Linked DNA regions of Mus musculus: region 2 is linked to region 1. Evidence: chromatin contacts called from public HiChIP or PLAC-seq data. All regions are on one chromosome and are shown on one strand. The core of a region is the stretch at or near the end of the contact, and the rest is flanking DNA. Distances in the headings are between cores, read along the strand shown.

Evidence for each region. HiChIP or PLAC-seq counts read pairs in DNA pulled down with a chosen protein or histone mark.
Region 2: an HNF4G HiChIP or PLAC-seq map of pancreatic cancer cells shows a contact between it and region 1. The contact joins two enhancer-like sites. A contact is called at or near these places in 12 of 115 datasets of contacts at active chromatin or transcription factors (the 230-238 cell line, CD8 T cells, T-cell acute lymphoblastic leukemia and 8 more).

The regions. Positions count from the first base shown.
Region 1 is chr14:25,159,480-25,162,281 of GRCm38.p6, forward strand. No RefSeq gene overlaps it. Among named protein-coding and RNA genes, the nearest start is that of 4930572O13Rik, 18 kb to the left of the region's middle. Within about 2 kb of position 1,427, at least 19 of the 459 cell types and tissues checked have an H3K27ac peak or open chromatin away from gene starts, as enhancers often do. A contact at or near this core is called in CD8 T cells and pancreatic cancer cells, where this site is marked.
Region 2 is chr14:25,370,345-25,373,146 of GRCm38.p6, forward strand. All of the region lies in intron 1 of Zmiz1os1 (a long non-coding RNA gene), which reads right to left. Among named protein-coding and RNA genes, the nearest start is that of Gm41113, 7.5 kb to the right of the region's middle. Within about 2 kb of position 1,472, at least 161 of the 459 cell types and tissues checked have an H3K27ac peak or open chromatin away from gene starts, as enhancers often do. A contact at or near this core is called in CD8 T cells and pancreatic cancer cells, where this site is marked.

The DNA.
Region 1 (2,802 bases), core at 177-2,676:
ATAATGATATACAATCCTCTGAAAGCAAATAGAAAAGAATGAAAGTCACCTTCCACCATAGAGAGAATGGAGCTTCCAGAGTGGCCCTCATGGGTGAGCCCGTCTTTCCAGCAATGACCAGCGTGGAGGGGAAGGATCACCTCCTTCTTGCCTCTGAAATGTTCACTCTTACGGAAAGTGAATGGAATCAGTGGAAAGTATGGACTCGGCACTTGTCATAACCGTAGACTAACTCATAGCAAAGGTAGTAATGTCACACGTCCACATTTCAGATTGAATACTCACCCACGGCTTTCCTTAGGAGAGGAGAGTAATCCCCATTGCCTTTTTTGATTATACAGAACTCAATTCCTCCTTCCAAGGACATGTGCTACCATCCAACTGTGATGTCTGCTCCAATCCTCCAGACAGAATACATTCATTGGTGGCAAACCACAAAGTCATCATCTTCTTAGTGACCACAGGGACCTGCTCAGTAAGAGCACCAAGGTAAGAGTAGAGTTCCTGTCCTGTTCAAGATTGCATCTTCACATTCTGTTTCTGTCACCCAGGAAGACATCCAAAGTCGAGGCACATCAGTTATGCCCTCCCAGAACACCCCAGAGCCTTGCTTTTCCTCTCTGAGAAAGAAGGAGGAGACTATTACTAAGTCAGTGTTTGTCACAATCCCCCAAGGGTTGTGGGCTAAAGCCCCAGTTCAATACACTGTGCTGGAGAAGATAGAAAGAATATGGCTCTCCTCATCTGTTCATCTGTGGGCTCTCACAGGCTGGCTAAGCACATGCACACTTACCTGTCCCATGAGCTTTGAGGGGATCTGGGATCCAGAAGCCAAGCATAGCTGTCCTTGTGGGGCAGAAGAGCATCTGGGATTGCCACACAGCAAATAGGCTTAGAATAGTCTCCCCACTTGGCTGACCCAACTAGACAGATGCTGAGCAACCCTCCTGATCGGTAACTGTGGTCTAGGTTAAAGACAGGCTACAGTGGTTTACCTCCATTGTCAATCTGGCTACAGTTAGAGACTCCTAGAACACAGAAACAGACCTTTGGGATGTCTGAAGATATTTTCAGAAAGGATTAACTGGCTATAGGTAAGATCCACTGGAATTCGGACCATACCACTCCTTATGGGATAGAGAGGGAGAGATGGGAGCTCCAAGTACAGAGATTCTCTTTGTTCTTAGCCCCCATGATGTGAGCTGTTCTACATCTCCACACTCTCCCATCATGATGGAGAGAACCCTCTGAAACCTTAGCCAAAAATACAGCAAACACACACACACACACACACACACACACACACACACACACACTAAAATAGCTGTACCAACATTTTGGTCACAGTGACAAATAGGTGACTAATATACCCAGGGCAATACTCATGGCTTGGAGGTAACTCTGTTGGGTTATTGTGCTTTGACAAAGAGCCTTCACTCTCAAGCTGGGTGGGGCACCTGGCCGGTCTTAGTGATGACAGGATTACATGGTTACATGGAGAGACGAACAAGGTGCTAAGAGACACCAGAGAATAACTGTGCTGCGTGTCAACCTTGGCACCTTGTCCATCCCTCTTTCTGTTCATCCCTCCCCTGGTTCACCTTAGCTGATCTCCTCACTGATCTTTTCCCTCAAGTCCTTCCCCTTTGCCTCCTGTCTTCTCAAAAGGACCCATCACTGCATATCAGAGCCATTTATGATCTACAGGGACATCTTGTCTGACTTGTACACTGCTGCAGCCCATTCATAGCACCATTCCACATTCTAGAATAAAAGTGGGGAGGAGAGAGCTGGGCACAGACATTCATGTCCCAGCCCCTTTCTCTGCTTCCCAGATGCTTCCTTAAATGGAATAATAAATAAATGATCATAAGACCGAGCCTGAGGGAGGTCACTGAGAGTTGAAACCAAAGAGGCCCGGGGAGGCCAAGGCATCACATCAGCCCTGCATGGAGACATTTGAGGGCTTCCTGGAAGAAGCAGAACTGAAGCTTGGAAAAGTCTCTGACTGTGAAGCATAGGCTGCCCTTCTGTACCCTTTATAAGCTCAATATGACTGTATATTAATTCAGGGTGGCAGACAGGATCCCACAACCACCAGATTGTTTATATTGTACTTGATCTTTGAACTAAAGTCCATGTTTAATGGAGGAAGCTTTGGAGGCAGAGGGGCATAGGCCATGGTAGAGTTAGGTAGCACTCTCTGTTCCTGAGAGCATCTTTTGGAGACCATGTCCTTGGATATTGCCAGACACTGGTCCAACCTCTTTTATCCTGGCTGTGCTGACACAGCTTGGTCTACTGCCTTCTTTTTATGCACACACTCACCCGACACTCACATCAAACCCTTCACAGCTAGGAAGGCTCTGAAGCCCCATGTGGGCATTCTCCACTGGAGGATGTGGGTATCACACCCACAGCCCTACAAAGGAAGGTCGGGGTCATCATTGGGCTCAACACCCAAGGAGCAGGCTTTGAGCTTGCTTGCACCCCAAGAGTTAAGGAGTATTGTCTCCTAGTGTTTGAGGGGGGCCATGTTTTTCAAGAATATTGTCTCCCAGTGTTTGAGTGGATCAGTGGTTTTCAGCCTAGCAATTTCATCACCACTCAAGCGTGAAGTGTGATCTGCAAGATGTGTTTGTCTGGCATCCAACCTCGGCTCCACCACATCCTTCCGAATTTCTCTGAAACTCAGCATCTTCCTCTGTGGAACCTCCCTGAAATGTCTGTTGTGCTTTCTCGAGAAAACTGATATTTTACTTTTTTTTTTTCGGTTAACCAACGTTTCTTAGAAACTAAAAG
Region 2 (2,802 bases), core at 222-2,721, 210 kb after region 1:
AAGATGAGCATCCTCATGGCAGCCAGAGAATGGTGGTAGGTAGTGGGGGAGGAAGCGGATGGGGGCTGCTTTGCCCAAGCCACCCTGCTGCTTCTCGGAAGCAGGCAATGCCAAGCAGGCAGATGGCCGGCAGGTCCCCTCAGAGCCCTGGGACCCAGATGGTCATCCCAGCATTAGGTAAGGCATCACAGCAGCAGCGAGAGAGAATGTACTGCCAGCCAAAGCCACCAAAGCCCCCATTCTAGCCAGGGGCCTCACTGTCTTCCCTCCTGAAGCCTAGCTATTGCTGTGTCTGGGAGGCCCATGGGACATCAGAGATGCTGAAATTTGGAAGCTACAGTTCAGAGTGGCCACATTCAGGAGGCCATAGCCCAGAACAGTCATGTCCTCCCAAGAAAAGCCTCTGCCATTTCTGTTGCTGATCTGTCAGCAGACCAAAAAAAACCTGTCCTCTCCTCAGTCTTACAACCAGGCTGTGAATCCAAGTCAGCTCCAGACCTCTGCATCTCCCTTGGGGTTGCGTGGGCTCAGGAAAAGCACTAATAATAGACTCTAATACTCCTTAAGGGCCTGCCAGAGACAGCTAGGAGTTCTCAGAGCTTCATGGGTAAAAACCAATCCCTGTAATGTGTAAAAAAAACAACCCTGAGAGGCAAGTCTGTTGAGGTCTCCACTTTACAGATGAGGAAATGGAGACCCGGAGAAGATGTAAAGATCCTAAGTCATACACCAGGAAATGAGGAAGCCAGAAGTCAGCCTGGCAGCCTGGCTCTGGAGCCAGTGTCCTCAGAAATATCATCTGTCTAAAGCCACTGTGAGTCCCATACTGCACTACGTCAGGGAGCTGAGACATATCACCTCGGGCTCAGGCGTGACGTGTCAAGAAGTGAACTGCCCATCACAGACACACAGCTGCCTTGGTGGAAATGTTTAAGCAGTGGGTAAGGACAAGCCTAGGTCACCTCTGCATCAGACAGAATAGACAAATGTCCCTGAGGCCAGGCCTTAAAGTCTTGGAGGAAGTGTGGGGACCTTAGGGAAACATGAATACTGACACAAGTTCATTCAATCACATGCTTATGAACATGTGCTCACATGCACATGTGTGAGCTTGTACATATGTGTCCCTGGACACAGTAGCTATTCTGGTGAACAAAGGATATTACTAAGTCCCTGCAAGTGTGGAAGCCCCTGGCTACAGAAGTATGTTCCCCCTTAACAAGTGCCTAGAGGACACTCCCTTCCCCCTTCTCAGCCTCACTTTCCCCACTGTTTGAGGAAGGGGTTGTCTGAGGTCATCTCCAAGGTCTTGGGCTTCTTGCCGCCTGGCCAGTCACCTGCAACTCTCTGTCCCCAGAGCTGGCAGGAGCTGTGACTCAGAAGCAAGAAGCAGCATAGGAGCTGCCCACTGCCCCCTTCCCCCAACACACACACAAAGGGCATCTTGTTACCACAGCCTGCCAGCAGGCAAGGGAGGGCTGGGAGGTAAGGGACCAGGATGCCTGTGTCAGCAGGACTGGGGGTAGGGCTCAGTTAGAGGCTCTGCCAGGGCCATCGGCTGGCTGGCCAAGGATCCCCAGCAGTGGGCAAGGCCTTGGGCAGGCAGGCAGCCCTGAAGAGCAGTCTCAGGAAATGGCCGGCCCCCAGGCTTCTGTATGCAACCGTGTTTGTCAAGCTCCTTTTTAGTATCATTATTTTTCATTTGGATTCTAAATGAACCTTGTGCACCCAGCAGCAGCCTCAGGCCTGGAATTTCCCAGCTGTGTGGGCTGAAACCACAGCCCCTGCTCAGAGCTTACCAGATGTGAGCACAGTCACTCTTCCAATCTGCAAAATGGGAGTGCTGAGTGGAGAAGATGCTTAAATCACACTCTCCAGTGGGGCAGACACCACCTCCCAGAGGAGCCCCAACACTGGTCAGGACACCCTGGTACCTTTCTTGTTGCTACTGGCTCTGTCACTTCCTTGCTTTGGATCCTAAGGCAAAGCACTTATCCCTTCTTACCTCCGTTCTCTAGCCAGTAAAATGGGGATGGCTGAAAGGCAGCAGAAACTAAATAGAAGATTCTTTCTGGGCATTACCTGGCATCATATTCTGACACTGAACAAAGGACAAGCTGGAAGACACTCAGATTGTCCGTGCTAGTAAATAAATCAGTCTGCAGTTCTGTTCCCATAAGCGTATGAATGGTGTGCATACATATGTACATGCGTGCATAAGTGGACAGGCAGGAATTCTCCCAGGCCAGTACTTGAGCATTGAGGCCATTATGTGAACAGTACGGGGTCCAAAGCAAAGGCTCTTTGAGGCCCTTGACCTCCTTAGGACAACTGGACTCTTGTGGCTGGTTTGTGATATCCAGCTAGCCACATCCTTGCAGAGCAAACTGGTGGCTGCAGACGCTGCATCCTCCGAGCACTGGGTGGAGCTAGTGGCCAGCTGCCCCCTAAAGCATGCATTACAGTCCCAAGGAGCAATACATGCTCATAAACACCCCCTAGAGTTGCACTCCCAACATTTTCCATAAACTTCTATGCATGGGCATCTCCTCGGATCAGTATCTGTAGGTCTCTTACACCCCAGAGAAAGGATTCTGCATTCTGTCAGGAACATCTAACTGACAGGCTTTCAAAAACTAATGTGTAATGGGTACTGGTTAGTCTACCAGATCCTCCAAATGCTACCGAGCTCCCAATGTTCTTTGTCCCACTTGATGCATGAAAGTGAGGCCCAAACAGGCGAAGGTAAGTCAGGCCCGTGGGATCAGAAAATGAAAAGGGTAGGCACAGATTGAGCCAGGG